4 separate regions of the Mus musculus genome follow, and regions 1, 2 and 3 are each linked to region 4. The links are chromatin contacts, called in public HiChIP or PLAC-seq maps. All regions are on one chromosome and are shown on one strand. Each heading gives the region's core, a stretch centred on a gene start, on an enhancer-like site or on the middle of the called end of the contact. The rest is flanking DNA. Distances are from core to core; before and after follow the strand shown.

The links. HiChIP or PLAC-seq counts read pairs in DNA pulled down with a chosen protein or histone mark.
Region 1: a CTCF HiChIP or PLAC-seq map of the NIH/3T3 cell line shows a contact between it and region 4, with 9 read pairs. The contact joins two enhancer-like sites.
Region 2: a contact with region 4 is called in a CTCF HiChIP or PLAC-seq map of the NIH/3T3 cell line, with 6 read pairs. The contact joins two enhancer-like sites.
Region 3: a contact with region 4 is called in a CTCF HiChIP or PLAC-seq map of the NIH/3T3 cell line, with 10 read pairs. The contact joins two enhancer-like sites. A contact is called at or near these places in 2 of 15 datasets of contacts at CTCF or cohesin (the NIH/3T3 cell line and pro-B cells), 17 of 484 Hi-C or Micro-C datasets (3T3-L1-derived adipocytes, the AML12 cell line, the C2C12 cell line and 12 more), 2 of 115 datasets of contacts at active chromatin or transcription factors (the NIH/3T3 cell line and embryonic stem cells) and 1 of 9 other capture datasets (embryonic stem cells).

Annotation. Positions count from the first base shown.
Region 1 is chr16:25,438,352-25,441,436 of GRCm38.p6, reverse strand. No RefSeq gene overlaps it. Among named protein-coding and RNA genes, the nearest start is that of Tprg, 150 kb to the right of the region's middle. Within about 2 kb of position 1,251, at least 27 of the 459 cell types and tissues checked have an H3K27ac peak or open chromatin away from gene starts, as enhancers often do. A contact at or near this core is called in the NIH/3T3 cell line, where this site is marked.
Region 2 is chr16:25,405,935-25,409,011 of GRCm38.p6, reverse strand. The region is part of intron 4 of Tprg (transformation related protein 63 regulated); the gene reads right to left. Among named protein-coding and RNA genes, the nearest start is that of Tprg, 120 kb to the right of the region's middle. Within about 2 kb of position 1,376, at least 107 of the 459 cell types and tissues checked have an H3K27ac peak or open chromatin away from gene starts, as enhancers often do. A contact at or near this core is called in the NIH/3T3 cell line, where this site is marked.
Region 3 is chr16:25,375,391-25,378,443 of GRCm38.p6, reverse strand. All of the region lies in intron 4 of Tprg (transformation related protein 63 regulated), which reads right to left. Among named protein-coding and RNA genes, the nearest start is that of Tprg, 90 kb to the right of the region's middle. Within about 2 kb of position 1,548, at least 33 of the 459 cell types and tissues checked have an H3K27ac peak or open chromatin away from gene starts, as enhancers often do. A contact at or near this core is called in the NIH/3T3 cell line, where this site is marked.
Region 4 is chr16:25,785,121-25,788,151 of GRCm38.p6, reverse strand. The region is part of intron 3 of Trp63 (transformation related protein 63); the gene reads right to left. Among named protein-coding and RNA genes, the nearest start is that of Gm24928, 84 kb to the right of the region's middle. Within about 2 kb of position 1,506, at least 15 of the 459 cell types and tissues checked have an H3K27ac peak or open chromatin away from gene starts, as enhancers often do. A contact at or near this core is called in the NIH/3T3 cell line, where this site is marked.

The sequences.
Region 1 (3,085 bases), core at 2-2,501, 350 kb after region 4:
TACTCAAGCTGTAAGCATGCTTCAGTTTAAAGCAGTTTCACTTACACTGGATGTTGTTGCTCTTACACCACAATACACTGAAAACTTGGGGTACATGTTAAAAAAACATGCTTTTCTGTAAAAATCAAATACAGGAGCTGTGTCTTTGATTCAAAGTGACAACATCTGGCTTGTTTGTTAATTCTAGATTTTTGGTTTCATATTCTGTACAGTATGTGAGTGTATACTTTTCAGTTTTGTTTTTGTTTTTGTTTTTTAAATCCAGGACAATTTTGAGTCATGACACCAATACTTTAGGAGTTTGGTCATGCTGTTTGTATGGAATTCTGAGGCTTTGATTTAAACCTTACCTTGTATTGTGAATTTCATTTAGATGTATTCTACTAAGTGAAACTTGACAAATAAATCTTCCTTTTAAAAACTGGAAATGCTTATTTTTGAAAGATAATTCTATTCTTAAAAATATCATGTGAATACATGATCGCCCATTCCATAGTCAAAAGTGAGCGTGTTTGAACCATTGGGAGCTTGACCACAGACATTAATGTCTAGGAATGGCAGGAAGCTTCCATGTGAGCTGTAAGTATTTGCAGCCCATACTCAGGTGCTCTAACACTGTCTTCCTTGGAGCTTGGTGATTTTAGAAAGCACTGGGAATCTTTTCATATTTATACAGGAGCAACATTCCCTAACACCAGTCCACCTGGTTGAATTTAACTGCTGGTTTCAGGAGCACAGCCTAAACACATTGCTCACCAAGCTATGTTTCTATACTGCCTATACCCACAAAACCCAAACTACCTACATAATCTCATTTTACTTTTGCCAAATTCATTTTATCTTTGGGTGTGTTTGATGTTCAAATTATTCTCTCTCATTTTAAAGAAAGACATAGCCCAATCACAGTGGTGAATTATTGAAACTTGAGCTATTTAATTCTATTTAGAGAGTTGTTGGGAGAATAAAAACAAGATAATGCATAGGAAATATTCTAGCTCAGATGCCAGCACATAAGTGCTTGGTAAATGTTAGCTTAATGTCAGATAGTTCCTTACCCGTAGCAAAGCATTTGTCAGCTTTGGTTCATGAAGCACCCTAATGCCTTGGAGGCATTTTTAGAGTTCCTTGAAAGAAACTGTGGTCACAGCACACAAGCTTCAAATTTCTCTGCTGCAACACACAGTGTGGATTGTAAATATGAAATAAGAAACCTAACCCATAGCATTTTTGCAAAGTTGAATGGTTAAGAAAATCGTACTGAAACCATATCTGTGGAATTTGTCATCATAACATAGAAGTGACTCAGCTTTATAGCACCTCCTTTATATGACCTTGGTCAGTTTATCCTGTTCCTCAGCATCCTGCTTCCTTCAACTGAAAAAAGAAAGACATGTTGGTAACATGAATCTTTGGGAGACTGACAGTAAAACGAAATGTGTTCTAAATCTTAGAAACACAGCAAATTTTACACAGGCAAGAAGATGAGAACCACCTTATACCACCACCACCACCACCACCACCACCACCAATAATAATAATAATAATAATAATAGAAAATAAGAAAAAACTAAAGAAAATGAGCAGATGATTCCATGCTCACCTGCCTCCTTCCACAGGCAGGTTTAAACTTAGAGACTCTAAAAGAATCTGGAAACACCATAACTTCAGAACACAAGGGAGCACTTTATGGTCTGGGTAACATAAGAGTGAATACATGTCTAACCAAAAGGCAAAAAGTAAACAGGACAGGATAAACTCTAATTTAATGTCCCTGGGATGGATCTCTATAGCGAGGGAAATGATAGCAAATAAAGTTGATAAAAACAGAAATAAAAGCATATTATATCATTATAATGAATATAAACACACCTAAAAATAAAAAGAGAAAGGGGTGGATGTAGTTAAGATGTAGACAAACTAAGGCATTCTCCCAGAGAGTAAATCAACAAATGACATCTGATATGAATGAATGCATGCATAGAAATCGTATTGTACTTCTGCTTCAGCTATTAATGTAAACAAAAGAACAAGAAAAATAACTTTTCTAATGACATACTGACTTGAAAGCAGATTTGGGTGGAAAAGTTGGGGGTTTTGAACTCAAATTCTTCTTAGCATTTGTTTTTCTTAAATATGGAATGAAATATGGCAAAAACATGCAATTCAAAAATGCTTGTATCTTCTTAAACATTCCCAGAAATGATCAGAGATGCTGCAATCCCTCTTCATTGATAGCATTCAGGGTCTCATTACCCTTCCTTTCTTCACACCTATCCTGCTCACTCTGATGACCTCTAGACATAAGCAGTTTTGTCTATTTAAATTAATTACAACATAATAATTTTAATTTCTAAATCTAAACCTGCCATATTTCATGATTACTAGTCCCTGTATCGGGCAACACAGAATGAAGAACTTTGGATCCTTCTAGTATCCCAAAATGTTCTATTACAATTTATTCTCATATATCTAAATATTTGAAGCGATCATACACATATGAAAAGGAGCATGCTATGTTTGTCTTTCTGGGTCTGGTTTGCCCCCTTCAGATTTATCATTTCAAGGTCTATCCACTTAGGTGCAAACATCGTCACCATTTCCCTTTTTACACCTGAATAATGTCATGTTGTGTAAACACAGCACACTTTCCTTACCCATCCATTCATTGATGAGCATCTAGTTTGTTTCCATTCCCTGCCTATTAGGAATAGAGCAACAATGATCAAGGATCTCTGTACAAGGAGAGAGTCCCTTGGGTATATGCCCAAGAATGCCACTGCTGTATCATATTGTATATCTACTTCTAGCTTTTCCAGAAAATTATCTTCCTAGAGGTAGCACCAGTTTTCAGTTCCTCCAAGGTGAACAAGTGTTCCTTTTTCACTACATCCACGCCATGTTACTTGTTTTATGTTAGTCTGTCTCACTGGTTTAACATAAAATCTCAAGGTAGTTTTAATTCACATTTACCTGATGTGTTTATAAAGATGCTGAATATTTTTTAAAATATGCCTTGATTTTTAACTTGGTTGGTTGGTTCGTTGTTGTTGTTTTCTGGAGGTTTAATTGTATTAGTTCTCTGGAT
Region 2 (3,077 bases), core at 127-2,626, 380 kb after region 4:
GGGTTAAGGGAATCTCTTCAGTTCGCTAAGAAAGGGTCACCTAACCCATCCTACATGCCCTGTCTTCAGTGCCACCACTTCAGACCCTGTTCATGCAGTTGTAGCCAGTGAGGGACCCAGACCCCATGTTCCAGAATCAAATCAGATGATCTCTGAGCCTGCTTGGCCATCATTTGATCTTTCCATACCAGTGCAAACACTCATAGAAACCTTGAAGAAGTGAAAGATTCTCCTTGTGACTTTGTTTATATCTGTGTTCTCTCCTCTGCATTTGGCCTCCATTTCTATAGTTCTGAAAGCAAGGAAGGCGATGTGGTCTTTATTCCTGGTAAACTTCAATATCTTATAGAAAGAGGCCAAAATAGAGCAACAGCTTCATGAGAGAGCAAGTCTTTCCAGGAGAGAATTTGGTAGAAAGTTCGTGATGATCAATTTTAGGATCCTAGACTTCATAAGTTAGAAGGAACTTTCCAAGATGTTTTCCATATCATCTTCCTCTCTCTTTCTCTCCCTCTCCATTCCTTCCTCCCCCTCCCTCCCTTTCTCCCTTCTCTCTCTCTTTCTCTCTCTCTCTCACACATACACCACACACACCACACACACATACACACCACACACACACACACACACACACACACACACACACACACACACACTAAGAACTAGAATTTTCAAAAGGCCTCAGTTCTCTTTAGACCCATGTTAATTATCTGCTTTACTCGGTGACTCACAATTCTAAAACACAGTTATTGGCAGTGTAGAAAGCCGAGGCAATTACTGTTTTCAATCACCACAGCAAACTGGGTTTACCTTCTATAGCGACAAAGCAAGGGCATGCTGAAAGAGTCAGTTTATAACGAAGAAATTACACACACCAGACCAGAGGACTACGTACAGGAAGAAGTATGTTTTAAGCACACAAAGTAACTCCCAGTTGAGTGGAAAGACGCATCCTTTTAATCACAAGCTTTATAAGACAGGATCGAGGCTCTTTAGGAAGGTGTCCTGAGATGCTCTATCCATGCCTTCTCTGAGTTAAAATTTGTTCATTCCCTGAATCTGTTGTTCTTGCAGGAGAAGCTATGCATTATTTTGTGTAGACGAGCACAGCCAACTTCCTGACTCCTGCTCTCCTAGCTCTCCCAGGAGTCCTCTAGGCCTCCCAAGAGTCTCTGCTGAGGCATGAGCCAAAGACTGCTCCCCAGAATGAGAAATAGCAGCTTCCATTATTACCTCCGTCAGCAGCCCCTCCTTTCCACTCATCTCAAATCTCAAAGCTGCACCACAGAATTAAAAACATAGCTAGAGGCACTGAATGGAGATTTATGAGGAAGCACAGATATTAACTCTTACTCTAAACGCAGGGCGTGTGCTTGTAAGTACTGGTGAGCAAACACGGGGAGGCCACAGGAGGGGTGGGGGCAGGACAGAGCAGCTCAGAACAGCACGGCTTATTTTCTTCCTGTGTCCTTTCTCCTACCTCACAGCTTTCATTGTTGAAAGGCCGATCTTCTAGACCCACTGAAATGTTAGTCCCTTGCTTATTTAATCTGGACAAAAGCAGGGGCCCAGTTGGCATCGTGGTGGGTATTCAAGTCTCCCTTGTTCATTGAATGACCTCAGATGAAATATTTTCCATGACAAGAACCCAAAAGACGCTGGCACAGAGTCAGACAATGAGATCTGCAGAATGTGTTTACATTCTCTCCCTGTCCCTAGGCTGTTCCAAGCCCATAGGCAGGTGCTGCCTTTATCTACTCTCTTTGCTCACCTGGCTCCCTCCCAGAAGTTTCCAGGGCCTTGGGCTCTGGGAGATTAACCATTTACTGGCATGAGCAACCAAGGAACAACGTAGATTCTGTTAAAGGAGGGAAAATAAGCGACAAAGGCAGATGTGCTGCAGCCTTCATAAGCAGAGCCTTGAAGACTTTGTGGTTCCATGTAGAACTTTCCAGAACCCAGTACCCTGACAGATAGCTATCTTACTTGATGACTTGAAAAGGTTATTTCTCTATAGGTGTCCATCTATGAAACCACGGAGATAAAGATACATTATCTCGAGGGGTTTTGGTCTCTGTTTCCCATTTTTAAAAGGACCTGTGCTGAAAGACCAATTTTTGTCTTGCATCTGCTAAACAAGACATCAATAAAAATGGCTGCTTAATGAGTGTAAAAAAAAAGAAACTAAAGGAACTTGCTGAGACCTGACCTGAAGGTGGTTTTTAACTGTAGGCATACAGACCTCAAGGTATTAAATCAAAGGCACAAACCAAATAACCTGAGAGTGAATTGTTACAAAAAGGGTCACCAAGTGAGTTGTGGGTATCCCACACTGAGGGTCCATAAGGCCCTCACAAAGGTGGTCTATCTGCTTTGGAGGAACAGTTTCTGAGCAGTCAAGTCCATGGTGGAGGGGAAGAAGACCCCGACCAAGGGTTTACCCCAAGTTCTTATTATTCATAGTGTTAAAATGTGCATATGAATGATATTGTCAAATTACAACTGTATTACAATGCTACATTTTAGGATAATAAGCTTCCTAGACTGGCAATCAGTTAAACTGGCTCACAATAACAGTCTTTGTGGCTTGGACCTGGGTACTCTTCTGAGTTGCTATTTCTCTTCTTGTAAGATAAGGGTAACTCTACATTATATCATCTCTGGGGGATCTAGTATCCTACTTCTGACCCACCAGGGGCAAAGGGTTGTGTACTTTTGCATTCTGTTTAAATGACATGGAAGTGTTCCTGGTTTTTTTGTTTTTTTGTTGTTGTTGTTGTTTTGTTTTATGCAGAACTTATGAGGGTAGATTTTTTTAGAAGGTATTTATTCTAAAAAGCATCCACTTACTGTCTTAGATTATGCTAAAAATAATTTTTCAATCTTGTAATAAAAGTTGTCCCAGTCCCCAGATGTTTTGGCCAAGAAAGGATTTACTGTTAGTCACTCATGTCCCATTACCCTTGACTCCTTAATTCTACAGAAACGGACACTGGACTCTGGAACACTCCCCTGATTATGCTGAAAGCTCACAGGGTCTGCATGCTCTCTAGCACTTCCCTCTATGATAGTAGCTG
Region 3 (3,053 bases), core at 299-2,798, 410 kb after region 4:
GACACCCTCAACACCTTGGGCCTGGTGAAGTCTGCGTGATACTATCAGGTTCCATGCCTCAATGAAGAACACCTTCTATATTTTACACATGAGAACCTCTAAAAAATAAAAAAAGATCAGTCTCACAAAGCTTAACTTCTATAAATATAGAACTGCCCACCCCAAGTCCACAGTGATGTTGATCTGGAAATGCATCCAGTTTAAAGACATATAATTACATTCTGGGGCATTTTTAAAGAAAAAAATCATTTCTGTGGCCAAACTTAGGAACTGTATCCCATATCCCAGAGGTTTCACTCCAATGGCTGTGAGTAGCCCTCTGTTTCCCAATAGCTACAGGCAAACTGTCAGTCTAGCTAAATTAGATAAGGAAGGACGCTCATTTCCTTGGACTTCAGACCAATGAAAACCTTTCAACTATAAGAATTTTTGCAAGAAAGGATTTGAAGTAGCAAGGCATCTGTATCTCAAAATAGGCTGTCATCAGGCCATTTTCAACATATATTTTTTTTCCTTCTGGCTTCTAGACAAACACAACACGATTTCCACATAGGAGTGGGCAGACAGCACCTTCGTCATAGTCTTTGTGCTGGTCAATGGAAAGACCTTGGGGGCAGCTTCCAATATGCCTGGGCACGTTCACAATTTTTGTGGCTTTTCTCAACAGTGTTTTCCAGTTAAGAACTGTGAACATTTCAACCACAAGCTAAGGGCCCCCCAATAAAGGTCTATGTCATGGAAGATGGGGTACACTGAACTTTAAGAAAGCCAACACTTAGGAAAGATAGCGATTTTTTTTTCTAGGCTAATCAGTGGGGAAAAGAAAGAGAGACGGAGACCAATTAGACAGCAAGGACTGAACAACCTATTCCGATCGTCTCCTCCATCCATCTTTGTGCAGGGACAATAGTAATAAGCCTGGGTTGAGAACTCGTGTCCCCAGTCTTCGTGTGACCCCCCCCCCCCCCCCCCAGAATGTGCTCTTTGTCACTGTCTACCAGGATAATCAGCTCAAGGAGGACTGAAATGAAGGAGAGAGTGAACATTTTTCAAATTCTGGATCTTTGGAGAATCCTTCCTGTAGCCTCCTCTGAGTGAGCCCCCTTCACTCCTTCTGTGCCACCTGGGTCACAAGTATCAGCATTTGCCACACGCCGTATACTTAATACTTCTCCAATCTCACCGTTTGCCCCGGAAAAACGAATACTTCACACATTGCTCCCCAGAGCTCAGCTCTGGCATGCTTGGCACACTGCAAGAACTGAATAGATACTGAATTAATGGGCTGACTCCTAACTCCATGGAGATAAGGAAGAGAAGGGGGAGGAGGGCGACTCTTAGAGAAGCTGACTTCCACTTCACTCAGGGAAAATCATGACAAGCAAAGTCTTCCCCAAGTCAATTCTGTTTTACCAGAAGTCCTCTGAGGCTGGACAACTAACAGTCCGGATGCCCGAAAAGGGAAGTCTGCTTTGAATGGTCACCAGTTTACTGATTCTGTGAGTATTCCATTCCAGGCCATTAGCCTCCTGGTTGATCTATGAGAAGAGTCTCTCGCGCCACCTTCCTGTAGGAGGCGGTACTGTCTCCCAGGTCTGTCAGCATCTGAGCTGGCTACTGAACTCCACTGAGCTCTGGCAGTAAATTTAAAGAGAGAACTTTGAGCAGGAGAGGTCTGCGGTTGGGAAATCATCTTAATCATCCACGATTGAGCGGATTTGATTAGAAGAGTGATCTCAGCAGTCAACATGAAACCTTACACAGACAGTAGGAGTCTCCGATGCATTCCCAGAAGAAAATCCCCGCAAATGAGATCTGAAAATCGGTCATATCCCCTTTTTCTTTTTTTTGAACTGTCACTTTATGGATTCGAAAGGAAATTCGTGTACAATCACAGAGCTAGTGCCTTGTAGAGTTGGCACAAAATTCAGCTGATTACAAGGCCAGAATTCATTTCGTTGCCCAATGCTGTGGAGCCCACTATAATATAACACTTAATTATACAGGTTTGGCAATACAAGCCAAAGCATATCCCAAACATAATAATAGATGCTTAAACTACATATGGGAAAAGCATGCTATAACTTGGTTAGCCTATGACGTGAAGACATTCTGAAGGGACTGTTTGCACTGTTTTCCCACCAAGGGCTGAGTTGTACTCTTGTACCAGGTGGGGAGGGTTAACTGTGCTGTAAACTGTAAAACACATGATCTCACCAAGAGTCCAAACCAAATTCAAGAGACTGCATATGAGCAAACCACTAGGCTTTCCAATAGAGTACCTGCTTACACTGACCAACATCCCTGAAATGCTGTTATTAATTTCCGTCTTTACTGATGAGAATTGGCTGACAAGAAATAAGAGTCAGTATGTGAAGCCACTTTGCTTTGTGATCCAAGCCTGAGTTTTCCTGAGTAGTCAGGGCCCCACAGTTGTTTATGTCTCTGTAACTGTAATTTTACCTAAGTTGCTTTGCCCTTCTGGGTCTTATATAGTCTCTATGGGTCCCTCTATCTCCAGAATTTTTCTGACACAAATATTATGATTGGGAGAAAAGGATTTATAGGTCAATAATGTAGAGAAGTAATGAAACAGTTTTCTTTGAGGCTGTAACCCCTGGTGGGTCAACCACAGTCCCCTGGAAAGTCACATTTCCAGGACTACATGGCAATGCAAATTGGACTTGATGGGTTTAAATTAATGAAGAGGAAACAAAGTTAGGTGAGTGGGAAAGGTCTGGGAGGAGTCGGGGGAGGGAGATGAATATGTTTTGTGAAATTCTCAAAGATCTAATAAAAATGGCAAAAAACAAACAAACAAACTAAATGCAAGCACAATGGCCAGGAGAGTCAGTTCCTTTCTGCTAGATTCCTGTAACAGCTTATAACAACTGAGGGACCTCAGTGAAGGAGCAAGATGGCCACTATGTTTTATGTGCATGTGGACGAGCTTCAGTTATATACCATTATGGGTACAGCTGCGGCTGCAGCAGCCATCACCCTAAATGGAGCCAGGAATCAGCAGTTCTGAAAGATGCACAGCCTCAACATAA
Region 4 (3,031 bases), core at 257-2,756:
TTTAAACAAAATCTGAGCATCTAGGCAAATATGAGATGTTTTTATTTTGTTATTTGCTTGTTTATTTCTACTTAGTGATGTATTTTCTTTTCTCTGTATGTGCATGTGTATGCATATTCATGTATGTTGAATATAATGCATGTATACACGTGCGCATATGTATGTGTACACTAGAGGACATCATTGGATGTCATTCACTCTTAGGCTAAACACACTTTCTATTTGAGAAAGTGGCTCCCACTGGCCTGTGGCTCACCAGGCAGGCTACACTGGCTATCTGGTGAGGCCTGAAGGCTGTCCTGTCTTTAGGCTCCCAGCACAGATCTCTAGCACATGCTACCACCGCCAGTTTTGTAGGTGGGTACTGGGGATCAAGTTCAGATCTTCACACTTGTGGAACCAACAAACCTCTCCCCAGCTTGACATTTTTCCTGTGATCAGAGAATGAACCGGATGACATTTTTCCCCCCTTGCTTCCCTCTAAGAGAATTAGAAGGCAGAAGCTTCTATTTAGTAATTACAGAGTTAAAGGCCAGGATGCTGGGGAGGTTAAATCTGGTGACCTTTGAGATCGTCTCTAACCCAAAGAGTTCTATAATTACACAGATACAGACACACTCACACGGACACACTCACTCGCCAGAGCTAGCAAAACAAACAAACAAAATTCAATAAATGGACATGATAAGTAAGCAGTGTTTTTTAATTAGGTATTTTCCTCATTTACATTTCCAATGCTATCCCAAAAGTCCCCCCCACACTCCCCTACCCACCCACTCCCACTTTTTGGCCCTGGCATTCCCCTGTACTGGGGCATATAAAGTTGTAAGCAGTGTCTTTAATGTCAGTGTCACTTAGTGTTCAATGTCTTAGCCTCCAGAAAATCATTCTCCCTGTGAAATAAAGAGGAAACTTACCAAATGACCTAATAACATTTGGGTCTGGCTGGGTTCTCCAGTTCTCCTGGGAATTGACCTCTGATTTGTGAGTCCTAGTCTACCTATAAGGAAATAATTGTTGGTTTGGTGATGTATCAGATCGTCTGAATTTCCAAGATGTGTACAAAATTAAGATGCTCTGGCATCTCTAATGAGGTCCGTCAACCCTGCTAACACAGCTTCTCGTCATGACTTCTTGCAGCCACAGTAGCTTGAAGCTGTCTGACACATTTACTGTCTAAAGACTCACCTAAAATAAGATTCCCAAGGAAGAATTTGGAGGAGTGAAAAAATAAATCAATGCAAGAATGAGAATTGCTTAGAGAGAATGATTCTGACACAACAAGAGGGGATTAATTAACATACAGGAAGGATGCCTCACTTGCTAACACTGAGAGTTTTTGTTTGCTTGATTTTTTCCCCCGAGTTACACATTGTGGAGGAAAGTGCATATAGAAAAACATTACATCAAGATCAAGATAACTTTCAGAGGTATTGCTTCATCTTACTTTGACTCAGCTTCCCAGAAAAAGAAAAAAAAAAATATCACTGCTGGTAGTTTTTGGAACATCTTGTCCTCATTTAAAAAGCAGGAGAGCAGGAGTTGAGTATGAGCAGAGGTGAAGCTTTTCCGTGATGTGAGGGGCCTTGATGCTTTCAGATACAGCAAGCTTTAGCTGCTCAGCGAGACTGCAAGTGCACACCCAAACTACTATCTCCTCGTTACCCACGTCTCTGCTTATTCTTCCCTGGAAGCCCACTTCTGTCTGCAGTAACAGTCATGTCTCTGGCATCCTGTCTTACTACAAAGGGAGGATTGGATGTCCTGCTTAGCCTTCTTGAAAGGGCAGACTTGTAAAAAACTAGATCATTTTACCACCAAGGCTGGGGAAGGATGGATGGAGATATATATATATATATATATATATATATATATATATATCGGCTATAGACATATATATATGCTCGGCTATTTTATATATATATATATAATATATATATACTCGGCTATTACAGCCCAAGTCTTGGAAATGAAGCAGAGATTCATTGCACTTTGTCATGAAGCACGGCAGTCTAGGCATCAAATTTAGCATTGAATAAACACTAAATATCTGAGAGGGAAGGTCTTACAAAATGACTGGTAGTATGATATTCATATTATTGCTGAGGGAGGGTTAGCTTTAAGAAATAAAACACAGATGCATGGTTTTAAAGGACAGACCCTACATTCAGAGACCTGGTCATCTGGCTGGCTCATTCATCGGTTGGCTGTATACTCTTGGGCTGCACCCTTCCTTTACTGTGCATCTGTGTCTTTATTAGTAAAAAGTTCACATGCCAGCCCATCTTCCCCTTCCATCCTGGCCCTGTCATCCTGAGAGAGAGGGTGAGCTTATGTGACCTGGTTTTCCAGTAAATTCAAAATAGGTGCTCTGCTTGGAAGGCTAAAATTTGGGTCACAGACCAGAAGTAAATTAGCTGAATATCTCAATGAATTCCTAGACTTATTATTACATAGTTTGTTTACTTAACTGTCATCAAAGGAATGCTTCCAAACCCTTATGATTTGACATGCAAACATGAGCAACATCTGTCACTATCACACTCAAGCAAACTGGGTTTCTGATGTGCTCTCAGTCCTACTGAGGATGATCATCCCACTAAAACAACAGGCAGGCAGACAAACGTTAAATGGGGAATTATCCATCAAAGAAGTTAAGCAGTTCACCAACTTCCCGGATGTTGTTGGGAGCTGACCTGATTCACAGCACAGACAATGTCTAGACCTTTCGCCCATGGGCAAGGATTTTGCAGATAAGTGAGAGATCAGCCAAAGAAACCTTTAGCAGTTCTTGGTCATACTGGTCTTCTACCAAGGAGTTTTATATAAATATGTACTGTTATAAAAGAAAAAGCAGTCAGATCAGTAATTACAATGGTGAAAGTTTTAAGACCAACCCAGTGATCTCAAAAGACTTCTGCCCTGCTTTCTTTCTCTGTTTGATCATTAACATTGCTACTATGTAATATACTATGACATTGTATTTTGAAATCTTAATTTTTTAAAGTTGGGGACTCCAAAACAACACCCA